Regions from separate parts of the Mus musculus genome. Here all the other regions are linked to region 5. A link is a contact called in public HiChIP or PLAC-seq, Micro-C and promoter capture Hi-C data. All regions are on one chromosome and are shown on one strand. Each heading gives the region's core, a stretch centred on a gene start, on an enhancer-like site or on the middle of the called end of the contact. The rest is flanking DNA. Distances are from core to core; before and after follow the strand shown. Region 1 holds the start of Cnot10 (CCR4-NOT transcription complex, subunit 10). Region 2 holds the start of Cmtm6 (CKLF-like MARVEL transmembrane domain containing 6). Region 3 holds the start of Dync1li1 (dynein cytoplasmic 1 light intermediate chain 1). Region 4 holds the start of Ccr4 (chemokine (C-C motif) receptor 4). Region 5 holds the start of Ubp1 (upstream binding protein 1).

Region 1 (2,725 bases), core at 192-2,691, 710 kb after region 5:
TAATGGCACACAACTTTAATTTAGCACTCAGGAGGCTTTATGTCTAGTGAGTTTGAGAATAGCCTGGTCTATATAGCGAGCTCCAGGACAGCCAAGGCTACATACATAGTGAGACCCTGCCTCAATCAATCAATCAATCAATCAACCAATCAATTCCGCCCCACTCTCTAAACATTACTTTCTTCAAAGAAATATAGCAGACTTTCCAGGTAATAAATGGGCTCTCATAATTCCCTAATGGGAAAAATTCCTGATGGAGTACCACAGAAAACCACAGAAATTAAGAACTTTATCTTGGGACTGGAGAGATAACTCAGCGGTTAAGAGCACTGACTACACTTCCGTAGGTCCTGAGTTCAAAATCCCAGCAACCACATGGTGGCTCACAACCATCCTTAATGAGATCTGATGCCCTCTTCTGGGGTGTCTGAAAAACAGCTACAGTGTACATACATATAATGAATAAATAAATAAATAACTTAAAAAAAAAAAGAACTTAATCTTGGGGCTGGAAAGGTGATGGCTCAGCGGTTAACAGCACTCGCTGCTCTTGCCGAGGACCAAGACTGGGTTCCCAGCACCCACAAGTGGTGGCCCACAACTGTGTAACTCCAGCTCCAGTAGACGCAATGTCCTCTTCTAGTCTCGGCAGGCACCTGCACTCACACACATAATTAAGACTTTTAAAAAGGAATCTCGAGGAGCTCGGGAAAAATCAGATGAGGAACAAGGTAAGTGAGAGCAGGCAGGAGACACAGTGAAACGTCACGCCTCTTTAGACAGTTTTCAGAATGACTCCACTGGACACGCTGACCAGAGGGAACTTTTTCAGTGGCTGAGCCTGGGGGGGCCTTACGGCAACCGTGCGTGCTCGGATAGACTTTCCCTTAAAGCGTCTGGACAGCGGCGTGACAAATTCAAGCTTCCTGCGCCAGAATTAACTTGGAGAGCAAGGCAAATGCAGTGCAATCAAGATGGGGTGCAGTAGAATCAAGATGTGTCACAGCAGAAAATCCACTGGACTCACAGTAGAGACAGCTGAGAAGAGTGAAGGGCACAAGTACCCAAGCGAAGTCAAGTGGCCCTCGGGTCCCCCACGCGGGCCCTGCCGTCCCCGCGCGCAGTGTGTCAGCCCCTGGGTCGCGGCGCGGGCGCCTCACCTGCAGGCTTGTCTGCAGCCATCTTCCCGCCTCGGCTCGAGTTCCTCCCTGTAGGTGGCGTGGCCCCGACTCCCGCCGCCGGGCTGGTGGTGAGTCCTACCGGCGGGGGACAACTCTTCAGCTCAAGCCCGCTCCAGTCGCCTCGGCTAAGGTCCTGGGCGGGCCACGGGCTGAGGAAGTGACGAAGTTACTGCTCGTCGTCTAGCAACAGCGCCAACACATCCGCCGGTGCAGGGCTGTTTTCCCCGCCATCCACAGCTTCCGTCCCGTAGCGGCCAAGGGAGACGCTACTTCCGGGGCGGGGCCAGCTGGGCGTGGGAATTAGGGCTGGCCTCGGCCCCGGAAGCGCGTCCTTCTGCAAACCCGGAAGTACACTAGTGTAGGTCCTGAGTGAAACACAGAAGGGGAAGGACTTTTTGTTCCGCATTTCAGCAAAATGGCAGGCACCACACCTGAGGTTTATGTGCTAAGCTCTGAGTCTCATAGGGGCTGTTTTTCCATAACAATGAGGATGAGAGAAGTGTTGTTAGAGGAGGCCACCTCCCCCAGAAAAAAGGCTTTTTTTTTTTTCAAAGTTTCAGAGCTGTTTTGTTATTTGTAGCCAAGTTGAAAAAGCCATTCAGACTGCATTATGCATGCGGTTTCTCTGATTGCGAGTCATGCAACCATTAACTTACTATGGTAGGTCGGTCTAAGACAAAAGCTTGATGCATCACGATTACTAAGCACAATGATTTAGATTCAAGTTCAAATCCTCTGCAAAAACAATACCCACTCTTCAACTACCCAGCTCCCAACTATCTCATCTCTAGCCCATATCGTGACAAATTTTTGTTTGTTTGTTTGTTTAATTTTTTGAGACAGAATCTCACTATGTATCCCTATCTGGCAGTCTTTGTGGCAAAGGCTTTAACCCTGAACTGGTTCTGGTTTTGCTCAATGACCATAGCCTTGGGTTCCAGAAGCACCTACTCCATTCTTCCTTTCCCTTCTAGAGAACAAACAGCATTTATAATAACAGAGGTTCATTTCACGGAGAGAAACAGACATTAAAAGCATTTGTGTTAGACTTTTTGCTTCTGTGATAAATACCCTAGAGGAGAATTTAAATGAGGAAGGATGGATTTTTTGCCTCGTGTATCAGAGTTTTCAGTCCCAGGTCACTTGGTTCCATTGTTTTTGGACCATTAGTGAAGCAGTGCATTGTGCCAGGGCACAAGTGACAGAGTAAAGTTGTTGCCTTCCTGGTGCTAGAAGCAGAGGAAGCTGGGAGAAGAAATAGTCTCCAAGGGCACATGCAACTGAGATACTTAGCCCCACTGGGCCGCACCTCCTTAATTTCCATTACTTCCTAATGATGCACCAAATTACGAATCTGCAAGTGGATGAATCCAAGGATAGCTCCAAACTGTTGGAATCCTATTATCACTCTCAAGGACTGGGGGCCGGGCCTCCTATATGCAGGCTTTTGAGGGAGAGGAACTTCATATATAAATGACAACAGCACTGAATTGTAAAGTGACCCAAATGGTGCTTTGATGGGAGCATAGTTAAGTATGTAAATA
Region 2 (2,700 bases), core at 82-2,581, 800 kb after region 5:
GATGTGAGTTCGATTCCTAGAACCCATATAAAAAGACCAATGTAGCCTGTGCTTGTAACGGCGGAGCTGGCAAGGCGGGACGCTGATCTCTGGGTCTTCTTAGCCTTTTAGCCTCACCTATCTAGTAAGCTAGGTTCAGTGAGACACACTGCCCTAAAACAGGGTAGATGGTGCCTGAGGAACATACTCAAGGTTGACTTCTGACCTCCACACTTGCACCCGCGCGAGCCTGCACCTTCATACGCGGGTGCACCCCTCCCGCCCATGAGAAGATGACTATCTGAAAGATGGAAGATAGTGAGACGTGAGAAATAAGTCAAATCTCTGTGGGAGGAGCATGGAGGGGTGCAGCTCAACGGGGGGGGGGGCGGGGGGGCGGGGCGGGGGGAGACGGGGACGGGCGCGGGGGAGGAGGGCGGTTAGCATACAGAAGGACCTCAATGTGATCTCTGGCAGTTTTAAAAAAACAAAACAGGCTGAGGGGAGGAGGAGCACGTGCCTGTAATCTCAGCACTTCAGAGACAGAGGCAGGAGGATTGTCACTAGTTGCAGACTAGTGCTGGCTATGTACATAGTTCTAGGCTAGTCTGGGCACGTGAAACCTTGGTTTTATTTCTTTTATTTTTAAATCAGACCGAAACGAAACTAAAAGACACAGATCAAGTCAGGGCGGAGAGGTGGCTCAGTAGGTAAAGGCGCCAGTTACTAAGCCTGAAAATGAATTCAATTCTCAGGAAGAAATGACTCAGAATAGTTTTCTGACCTCAGCACAACGCTCCTTCTTAGATAGGTGGATGGACGGATGGATAGATAGATCGATAGATAGATAGATTAAAAATATAGATAAAATAGATAGATTAATCAAAGTGTAATTTAAAAAATCCAAAAAACAAAAAAGCTGAAGTCCATCGAAAGCATGAAACTGTCAAGAGTTAGCCGGGCAGTGGTGGCGCAACGCCTTTAATCCCAGCACTTGGGAGGCAGAGGCAGGCAGATTTCTGAGTTCGAGGCCAGCCTGGTCTACAGAGTGAGTTCCAGGATAGCCAGGGCTACACGGAGAAACCCTGTCTCGAAAAACCAAAAATAAATAAATAAATAAAATAAAAACCCAAAAAAAGAAAGAAACTGTCGAGAGTTAACCAGAGAGCAGGAAAGGCAGAGGGGTGTGGCGAACAAGAGGCGCGGCAAACCATGGGGGCGTGGCAAAGGGAGAGAAATTCTATGGGCTGGAGCTCAGCAAGCGAGGGGGCGTGACGAGGCGTGAGGAGGGCGGAGTTGACCGGAAGCGTGGGCGGAGTCCCAGGAAGTGACGCCCCCTACCGCTCGGCCGAGAGTTTAGCTGGGTGAGCGAGTGTTTGCGGGCGATGGAGAACGGAGCGGTCTACAGTCCCACCACCGAGGCGGCCCCGGGCACTGGCAGGGGTGCGCGCAGCGGCCTGGCCGCCTACTTCGTCCTGGGCAGGCTCCCTTGGCATCGGCGCATCCTCAAAGGCTTGCAGCTGGTGAGCCTACGGCGGCGGCCGGGACCTGTGGGCTGAGGGCTGGGGTGGATGCCTCGAGGCTGCCGCTCGCTCGGCCTCCTCGTTCGGGAAGCAGCCGTTTCCACACCCCAGTTCCTTCCCTTCCTACCCGGGAAGGAGGCGTTGCCGTCCACCGCCTACCCGTGGCCCGGCCTCAGCCTCTTAAACCCTTTTTCCCTTCTCTCAGCTAGAATTCTTTCATTATCGCCCAGAATGCTTGTGTTTCAGACAACGTAGTGCTTTCTGTTTATCTTTTCTGGCTTTTGCGGTTTTCCGGGTGCTGGCCCATTAGGGCAATATAACATGTCGGATAGTTTGTGTATGTGTTTAACTTGCACAGTGAGTTTGATCAAGGCAGAGAGAGTCGAAAGGGCATCTTTCTGCTTCATGTGTGCGGGTGAGAGAACCTGAACCTGCTTCTCTTTATTTCCGCCTAGGCGTGAAACTGTAGTCATCTTTGCTATTTAAATTATGATACTCCTGCTGTGTCTCAGCTGCCAATGGGTATTAAGGTTTTTCAAGAAGACACTTTTCGGAAAACCAAATTGTTTAGAATGTTTATGGGTTTTGTTTAGTTTTGTGAGCCATTTATGCTAAAAGTGGCCCACTGCCTTTCTTGGGAAGATTTAAAATTCTCAAAACGCCGATAATCAGAACTTACATTCTTGGAACTCAGTTGACCTACTTTCCTGAAGTAGAAAGCCAGCAGTTAGAAAACTGGCGCTGCTTTTAGGTGCCAGCTTGGGGATGAGAGGAAATCATTCAGAGACAAGTGATAAGTAGATCTGGTCTTGTGTAACCCCCTACATCCTCCTAAGATGTCTGCAGTGGACACCTTTAGGTTCCGCAGGCACCTGGGTTCCCCGTCTTTGCGCATTTGCAGAACCTGTTCCTTTAACCCAGATGGGTGTGGTTTTGCCCCCACCCTTCCACCTCCTTCTTTTCCTTCTCCCTCTCTCCCCTTGTTCCTCTCTTCCTCCCCCTCTCCTTTCCATTCCTTCTCTTCCACTCTTTTTTCACAGGGTCTCAAGTCTCATGTAGTCCAGTTAACTTTAGACTCACTAATGTAGAGGATGACCTTTGAACTCCTGATACTGCTGTCTCCACAGTGCTGGGATTACAGGTGTGCTCCACCGTGCGGTCTATGTGGTGCGGAGAATTGAACCCAGGGCCTTGTGCA
Region 3 (2,731 bases), core at 20-2,519, 760 kb after region 5:
GACATACATCCAGGCAAAATACCTGTATACATAAAGTAATAAATATATCTTTGACAGAAGATTTAAAAATAAAAACAGTAATTACCACGCGCTGAACACTTATGATTTTCTGGGCACAGTTATAAATCTTTTATGTGAATCATCCCATTTAATCTTCCCTTTATCCCACATTACTAGGGTCTGAACTCGAGATTAGCGAGTGGACAAACCCTAGTAAATGCAGTGCCTGTAGCAAATGCAGCGCGGGGTTGTGGATTTTCTCGCTTGCATAGTAGCATCATCACTCGGGTCACGTGAACGAGCTCTCTTCAAAGTAAGGGGAAAAAATGTTCAAAAGTCAGACTATCTTCAGCAATTGTTCTTATGGGGCGCACGACAGCCTTAAAGCCATCGACTCTTTCTGGAAACAGGCCTTAGATTTTCCATTATATTTAGCTAATCAAGTTCTAGTAGAGAATTATCTGGGGTCTGGCTTAGGTTCTCCGTGCTTGTGTATTAACCATGGTAACGGAGAGCCGACTCCTGTAGGGAGTCTTTTCAGATCTCACAGGAATCTGAAACATCAGACATCAGACCAGAGGTGGGCATAGTGATGTGCACCGGTTCACCTGCCTCAGCACTTAGGACCCACAGGCAAGCAGATCGGTAAAGACTCTAGCCTGGGCTACGTGAGATTCCCATCAGAAAACAAACCAAAACACAAATCCATCAAGACCATTAATTTTCCAAGTGTTGCCAACATTTATGTCTCGCAGTCGCAAAGAGTCTGGAAGAACCGGCTCCAGATGTGGGTCCACCTTGAGGTACTCATCGTCCTTTTAGAATTTAAGGAGGAAAGAGCAGAAATCCAGGACCGGGGTAGTTAAGGCTGTTGAACCCCACTTGGCCCAACTGAAGGGTGGGCAGCGCTGGATATCCACGCCGGTCCCAGGTTACCGCCCCACTGAAAGGTGGGAAGCTGCTTCGCTTACTGACATGCCCGGCACGCCCGGCGGGCAACCGGGATGACGGGTGGTGCACTTTGGGCGGCGTTTCAGCTTGGAGACACAGGGAAAACCAGCATTACCACAGTCCAAGCAGAGAATCAGGCCGCGCATGCGCGACCCGGTCTGCTGCCGCGCATGTGCAGCAGCGCCCTGCTCCTTGGACAACCCCTCCCCAGACCCCGCCCTCAGGCTTGGTCCCCGCCCCCGCAGGCGCGGTCGGCTCCCGAGCCCGGAGCGTCCATATCCGGGTTCCGTCCGCCGCTGCTGCCGCCGCCGCCGCAGTCGCCGCTTCGTTCTTCCAGCCCTGTCAGGAGTGGTGTGATTCCCGACCAAGATGGCGGCCGTGGGGCGAGTCGGCTCGTTCGGTTCATCTCCACCCGGGCTAGCCTCGACCTACGCCAGCGGACCCCTAGCCAACGAGCTAGCGTCGGGCAGCGGCGGCCCCGCGGCGGGCGACGATGAGGACGGGCAGAACCTTTGGTAAGGACCGCACCCCTCTCCGGTCCCCCGCGGGTTATCTCCTCGCCAGGGCGGACGCCTCTGGGATCCCCGAGCCCCGCGGGAGCTGGGAGACGGGCGGGGCCTCCCGGGAGCTGGGCCCGGCGGTTCTCGTCCTCGGTCGGGCCCGGCCTTACTTAGCCTGCGCCTTGCTCCCTGTTAGGTCCTGCATCCTCAGCGAGGTCTCCACGCGCTCGCGCTCCAAGCTCCCGACCGGGAAGAACGTGCTGCTGCTGGGTAAGTGATATCCGATGTGGCCCGGGTGCACGGTCACATCCGTTCGCCCACTGCCTTTGTGCGGACACTCGGGCCCGGCTGCGCCCCGCCTCCCGGCTTGCTGCTGACAGCTGGGGGGACAAGGGGTCCCTGGTCCTTCCGGCCTGGACCCTCCGGTCTTTTCTCCTCCCTGGGATGTGGGGTGGCTCTGTCATCTCCTCTGGGAGAGACAGAATGAACATAACACCCGAGGCACTCCCAGTGGTCTGGGATTCTACCTAGAAAGACGGGGACAGTTTTTGACAGAGATTGGTAGCATGAGGGCTCTTGGTGAGAGCCCCAGCGCAAATGCATGCCATCAATATTTAATAGCAGACTCTTTTGTGTAATTGACAGGAGCCAGAGACTGGGTCGTGAGGAGTGTTATTTGAATCAGCGTTCTCCCGTTCTCCCAGTGCTGGGTGCTCGGGTTGCAGTTGCCTTTTTAACTGTCACCTAATAACTCTGAAATTTGTAAAGGGCAGTAGAACAGCGTTCTCATTTAGTGCCCTCAGCGGAATGGCTGGAATAAGGGAGACATGTCTCCCCTTTCTCTTAGGTTTTTTTTTTTTTTTTTTTTTAAATCTACTGGCTGCAAAGTGAGGATAAAGGACCCAGGGACAATAAACAATCCCACTTAACAGTTTTGCAGGTCTTTCCAGCTCTGGGAGGAATTCCAACCCCCACCTTTTCTTTTTACATGCAGGATATTGGAGTGTATAATAGGGTGACAGTAATATTTTACAACTTGGAAGTGGGTGTTTCGAGACTTCAGACTCTTTGATTTTAGCCAAAAGGCTGAGAAACTGTGCTTGAAGAGTTTTAGTTACCTGAGATTCTCCACGGGTGACAATGAATGAGTCGGTAGGAAGAAATGACTCATTCTCTATGACCCCACCACCACCAGTTACATGCACACACACACACACACACACACAAAACACAACACAACACATGCCTGTGCTTTGGGAAGCTGTGGTCAAGCTCGTTGA
Region 4 (2,700 bases), core at 176-2,675, 570 kb after region 5:
TTTTTGAGATACAGTCTCAATACCAGGACTCTCTGTTTTGGGAAGACAGGCTGGCCAAGGAACCTCCCATTTATCCGTCTCCACGGTGTCTCCACCGAGGGGGAGGGCTATGAGGTCCTAGGCGTGCACAGCCACTCCTGGCTTTTGCTCACCTTCTGGAGAGCTCAAGGCCCTGTGTTTTAGGTACGAACGCATTGCCCACTGAACCATCACCCCTACCCCTGGTGTTTTTTCAAAAGAGATTTTATTTCTTTGGTTTTTTTTTTTTTTTCCCCTTGGAAAAGCATGATGAAGACTTGTCACATGGGAGAGTCTCCTGGGAGGCTTGTCAGTGACTAACAACTGTCTTGTGTTGCTATCATTTTACCAGTAAAGTTTAAAGGGGGAAAAAAATTTCAGTAAAACAGAAGAATGAAGATAGGCTCAGAAGAACAAACCGCCAAACAAAAAGGATAGTCCAGTCTACTGGCCCATATATATATGCCAGCATTTGAGAGGCTGAGGCACAGGCAGGAAGGCCAGAAGTTCAAGGCCATGCTCAGCAACACTGAGGGTGAGGCCAGCCTGCACTGTATCTGACTCTCAAAACCAAGTGAGGCCAAGAGGATGCTCTGCAAATGGAGACATCTGCCTAACCCTGAGTTTAATTCCTTGGTCTCACATGGTAGAAAAAAAAACAGACTCCCGCAAATTACCCTCTGACACGCACCCTCCGTATATAGGCACACACACACATCCATATATACCTGCACTACATAAAGAAATGTAATAAAATACATTTCAAAAGAAAATTACTAATTAAGTAAGTAAGTCACCTACGATGCCGTAATTCCTGGGTATGTGATATTCCTTGCTGGAACAAGCAGAAAAGTTTGCAGTCCTCGTCAGACTTGAGGGCGTGAGCCGAGTCCGGAATGGATGCCTGGCTGGTGAAGCCTCAGGCGGCCTGCCTGCAGACAGGTAGGAAGTGTGTGTTCTCCAAGACAGAGGCCAGCACCAGCAAGATTAAGAAGCCTGAGTGTGAAGCTGCTGAGATGGCTTGGTGGCTAAGGTCCCTGGCTGCTCTGGAAGAGGACACGGCTTCAATTTCTAACACCCGGATGGTGGCTCGAAACCATCTGTAACCCCAATTCCAGGGGATCCGAGGCCCTTTTCCTTTTCTTACAACCTCCTTAGGCACAAGCACACACGTGGGCACTTACATATTTGCAGGCAAAACATTCTTACACATACAACAAGATAAATTAACAAAACAAAACAAAACAAAACCTGAGTGTGGGGCCAGGCAGGTAGCTAGTCACCTGTCCGTGCTCCCCGAAGCCACAGGCACCTGCAGCAGCGCAGCCACAGGTCCCGCGAATGTCCCTGTCTCCACCTACCTTGCTCTTCTGAAAGTGATCCTGAGGACAGTCTATGAAGCAATGCCAGGATCCTAGAAGCAGCAAAGGTGCTTTGAAGGGTATGTGACTTCCTGTGACACTGTGATATACCAACTCTCCCCTCACCCATGTGGGGCTTCTTGACAAAAGGAAGAAGAAAGAAAAAAAAAAAAAAAAGCTGAGTGACTCATTTCCCCAAACGCAAAGCTAGGCTGGTGTAGTTTCTTCTGTGGCAGGGAAGAAAAATGACAAGAAGGTAAGAGCCAGGTGCAGCGGCGTAGACTGTGATCCCAGCACGTGGGAGGTGGAGGCAGGCGGTCATCCTGGGCTACATAGTGTGTTTAAGGCTAACCTGAACTACATGTGAACCTGCCTCAAAAAAGAATGGATGGGAGGGCATGGAGGGAAGGGACAGGGAGGGAGAATAAAAAGGGAAACTTTAAGGCTTTTCAAGTTGTGAAATATATGTGCTGTGGGTTAGGGATGGCGCACAGAGGCAGAGGGTTTGCTTAGAGTGATCAAAGCCCTGGGTCTAATCGCAGGACCACAAAGAGCAGTTGTTTAAAAAAAGAAAAACTGTGAGCACGAGTCCCTTGATTAGGTCTTCAACTCTGGGAGAAGACCAAAAACAAAAAAACCAACAAGAAACAAAACAAAACAACCAACAACAAAACAAGCAAAAACAAAAACAAACCAAAAACAACAAACCGAACAAAAACATGCAGAGGAGGGGAAAGTTGATTTAATGATGTGAGTCTGACTTACAAGGTGACTTCGTCAGGTAACTCCATTTTCAGAGGATCTGCTGCCCTCTCCTAGACATGGCACAAGCTCGACGCAGCAACACACATGGAGGCAAAACCTCCATCCATATAAACAAAACCGGAAATGACTGAGCTGCCAGGGGGAGCATGAGTTGATCTTGAGACCCAGGGCAGCTTTCAGCCTTGTGGGATGGGCAAGCTGCTACTACCCAGAGGTAACCAGCAGGCAGCCTGGCACAGTGCATCCCCACTCCTTAAGAACCAGGAGACCTTCCTGCAGGGAGGATTTCAAATGAAACATCAGGGTCAGAAGAGACAAGAGCACTGGCTGCTCTTACAGAGGACCTGCCACCAGCTCTCTGTACCCAAGTGTCTGTAGCTCCATTTCTAGGGGACCTGACACTCTCTTCGTCTCTGTGGCTACTGCACACATGTGGCGCACTTACATATATGTAGGCCAAAGCCTCATACACATACAAGTGAGAATAAATAAACATTGTTTTTCTGGGGCAGGAGACATGAAGTTTGTAGCCTCAGCTGCCCTGAAATTCAGAGAT
Region 5 (2,700 bases), core at 191-2,690:
ACACCCCATCACCCTGGCCCTGACCTTAGATGTTGGCAAATGTTAGCTTTCAGAGGCTGTGCTTCTACATATGTGTGAGTACTCTAGTGCATAAACTGATTAAAGAGACAAATGATAGCACAATTACACTTGTCCCAAGAATCAGAGAATTACTCCCCCTTCCCCCGTTATTTCCAACAGTTAATAATAAACCTGTCAAATGAACGTTGCTGGACCCACATCCGAATCCTTTGGAAACAATATTATGTGAAAAAAGCAATAATCGAGGGCCGGCTTGGAGGGAGCAGTTCTTCTCAAAGCTTGTTAGGGATACCCAGACACAGACTTCCATGAAGCAGTAAAAGGGAGCACTTGGGCATAGATAGGAAGTCTCTATGCTTAGTGTATTCTTTGTCTTTTGCTGCGGGTATCTGTGTGTGTGTGTGTGGTTTTTGTTTGTTTGTTTGTTTGTTTGTTTGTTTTGTCTTCGTGCTACCTGAACCATAACCTCCCGGGTTTGTTTGTTGTCTTTTGTTTTAGAAAAACACTAGTTTTCTTCACGTTAACTCTCACAGCAATTTGCATGGTTTGTGTTAGCGCACATGATTAAGGAATAACGAGGGTGTCACACACTCTTGTGCTATGTGCGTCACCAGATCTTCTGGGCTCTGCAAATTTGCTTTGTTTTGTTTTGAGACAAGCCCTTGTATATAACCTTGATTCAGCCGGAGCTCGCCAAGTAGACCAAGCTGACCTCGAACTCAGACCAGCATGCTTCTGCCTCCGGATTAAAGTTGAGTTGAGAGGGGCGGGGACCTTTTAGGGAGGGCTGACTGGCTTATTCTCCTGCCAATCAAGATCTTCTGCACAACAGACCTAGCTTACATCAGACGAGATGTACCCGCTTTTCTCTGGAGCGGGGGCAAAAGCCGACGAAAGGGTATTTCCCAGAACCGACGGAAGTAGGACCTGGAACCACTTCCTCCAGTGCGGGCCAATGAGCTCTTACTTATGGCAGTCAATTTAGTCCCGGAGGGGAAGAGCGTTTTGATTGGTGGCTCAGCCGGGAACGCAGAGGCTCACGGGAATCCATTCCGGCCGCTTCGCCGTGACTGCCCAGAAGACCTGTCAGTCAGCCGAGCGTAACCGGTCACACCTCTTCCGCCGCCAGGCCGCGACACCGCGGGGGCCGGGCAGCGCCGCTCGGCCCAGGCGCTAGTGCCGCCGCGAGGCGCGGGGCCGCGAGGGGCGGGCCTGGGAGGGGAGCGGCCGCAGGGGCGGGGCCGGAGGAGGAGGCGGAAGCGGCGAGCGAGCCCAAGCCGGAGCCGCATCGAAGCTGCGTCCGGGCCGGCGGAGCGGCGGCGGCGGGGTTGGCCGGGGCGAAGGGGCGCTGGAGCCTGGGCGGGCGGGCAGAGGGCTGGGGGGGGGGGGGCGCGGCCCGGGAGCGGGTGACGGGCGTGCCGGGGGGATGCGCGCTGGGGCTGTGGGGCGGGGCGGGCGGCGGCCGCGGGAGCGGCGCCGGGGGCGGGCGGCGGCATGAGGCGCGGGGCCGGCGGCCGCGGGAGGGCGGCGCGGCTCGCGGCCCGGTCGCTCCCGCCGCAGCTGCTGGCCCGCACGCTGTGCCCTGACAGCTGGGCCTCGGCCGCTCTCGTCTCAGCCGCGTCCCGCGCCGCCGCAGGTGACCACTCGCCGCGCCGCCGGAGGCTTCACCCGCGTCCTCCCTCAGGACGCGCCCGCGGAGCTCGGGCGCCTTCGCCCCGGACCCGGAGGCCGCGCTGCGCGGGGCGGCGGCGAGGCCGGAAGATGGCCTGGGTGCTCAGTATGGACGAGGTGATCGAGTCCGGGCTGGTGCACGACTTCGACTCCAGCCTGTCCGGCATCGGGCAGGAGCTGGGCGCCGGCGCCTACAGCATGAGGTAAGGGGCGCGCGGCTGCCTCCGCCGGGCGGGGCCTGGGCCGCGGGGTCGGGGTCCTGCCGCGTGGCGCCGTGGCCTGGGAGGCCGACGGGGGCGGCTAGCGGCGGAGGACCCCGTCGCTTCTGCCTGGGGAAGCCGCGCTAGCCGTTGAGATTGGGTCAGAGGGGCAGGGACTTTCTTTCCAAGTGATTTACGAGTCCTTTTAGCTGGAGTAGGCTGTACAAAAGGCACTGTTTCTAATGGGAAAACTGTAGCTTTTCCTACGGTGCCTGGTAGCGTGGCCTGCGACTTTCAGCCGCTTGACATTCTGATAGTAAGTTATATTGTGAGTGAAAGTAGCCCTGAGGGTTGGCGAGCGCAGTGACTTGCTTGTATAGTCTCCTGATTGAGAGTGAAGTTGGGCCCTTGCTAGGTTTCTTCATTCTCAAAGTGACTCCCCTCAGGCTGTTTCCTTTTGCAGAGGGCTTTAAGATTGTGCCACACACAATAGTTTAGTCACTGCTGTCTGCACCAGCAGCTGTTCCTTTTTGTGTAATTGGGAGAGGCGGAAACAGATAGGAGCCAAGTGTGTCTGCCCCTTACTTATCCCGAAAGAGTTGAAGAGTTCTTGGTGGCTCGGCAGCCCTTTGTTTCGATGTTGGAATATGGCTTGTGTAGGGTATGGTTTACCCAAGGAGGTAAAAAACGGAGTGGTTTTTGAAACGTGTGAATTAAGTGTAGTACTTAGTTTTCAGCAGTATGGTTGGTTGTGTAAAGTGTGCGATGTGGGCTCCCTGGGGCTCTCCTACCTTTCCTGCCGCCCAGG

What was found. Promoter capture Hi-C pulls out the DNA fragments that hold promoters and counts their contacts. Hi-C and Micro-C count contacts between places; a contact is called where the count stands out from the background. HiChIP or PLAC-seq counts read pairs in DNA pulled down with a chosen protein or histone mark.
Region 1: a promoter capture Hi-C map of liver shows a contact between it and region 5, with 6 times the contacts expected there. The contact joins the promoter of Cnot10 here to the promoter of Ubp1 in region 5. A contact is called at or near these places in 1 of 39 promoter capture datasets (liver), 3 of 484 Hi-C or Micro-C datasets (CD4 T cells and embryonic stem cells), 2 of 115 datasets of contacts at active chromatin or transcription factors (epiblast stem cells and memory CD8 T cells) and 2 of 9 other capture datasets (adipose tissue and liver).
Region 2: a contact with region 5 is called in a FOXA1 HiChIP or PLAC-seq map of pancreatic cancer cells. The contact joins the promoter of Cmtm6 here to the promoter of Ubp1 in region 5. A contact is called at or near these places in 2 of 115 datasets of contacts at active chromatin or transcription factors (memory CD8 T cells and pancreatic cancer cells).
Region 3: a contact with region 5 is called in an HNF4G HiChIP or PLAC-seq map of pancreatic cancer cells. The contact joins the promoter of Dync1li1 here to the promoter of Ubp1 in region 5. A contact is called at or near these places in 2 of 115 datasets of contacts at active chromatin or transcription factors (bone marrow-derived macrophages and pancreatic cancer cells).
Region 4: a contact with region 5 is called in a Micro-C map of embryonic stem cells, with 5 times the contacts expected there. The contact joins the promoter of Ccr4 here to the promoter of Ubp1 in region 5.

The regions. Positions count from the first base shown.
Region 1 is chr9:114,638,759-114,641,483 of GRCm38.p6, forward strand. Cnot10 (CCR4-NOT transcription complex, subunit 10) reads right to left here and starts at 1,442. Exons shown (of 20, transcript NM_153585.5): 1 at 1,161-1,442. The coding sequence starts at 1,182.
Region 2 is chr9:114,729,872-114,732,571 of GRCm38.p6, forward strand. Cmtm6 (CKLF-like MARVEL transmembrane domain containing 6) reads left to right here and starts at 1,332. Exons shown (of 4, transcript NM_026036.3): 1 at 1,332-1,502. The coding sequence starts at 1,365.
Region 3 is chr9:114,687,562-114,690,292 of GRCm38.p6, forward strand. It overlaps Dync1li1 (dynein cytoplasmic 1 light intermediate chain 1), which reads left to right and starts at 1,270. Exons shown (of 13, transcript NM_146229.2): 1 at 1,270-1,466; 2 at 1,648-1,721. The coding sequence starts at 1,321.
Region 4 is chr9:114,495,119-114,497,818 of GRCm38.p6, forward strand. Ccr4 (chemokine (C-C motif) receptor 4) reads right to left here and starts at 1,426. Exons shown (of 2, transcript NM_009916.2): 1 at 1,380-1,426.
Region 5 is chr9:113,929,872-113,932,571 of GRCm38.p6, forward strand. It overlaps Ubp1 (upstream binding protein 1), which reads left to right and starts at 1,441. Exons shown (of 16, transcript NM_001372510.1): 1 at 1,441-1,895. The coding sequence starts at 1,783. It overlaps Gm39439 (a long non-coding RNA gene), which reads right to left and starts at 1,055. Exons shown (of 4, transcript XR_003948257.1): 1 at 856-1,055.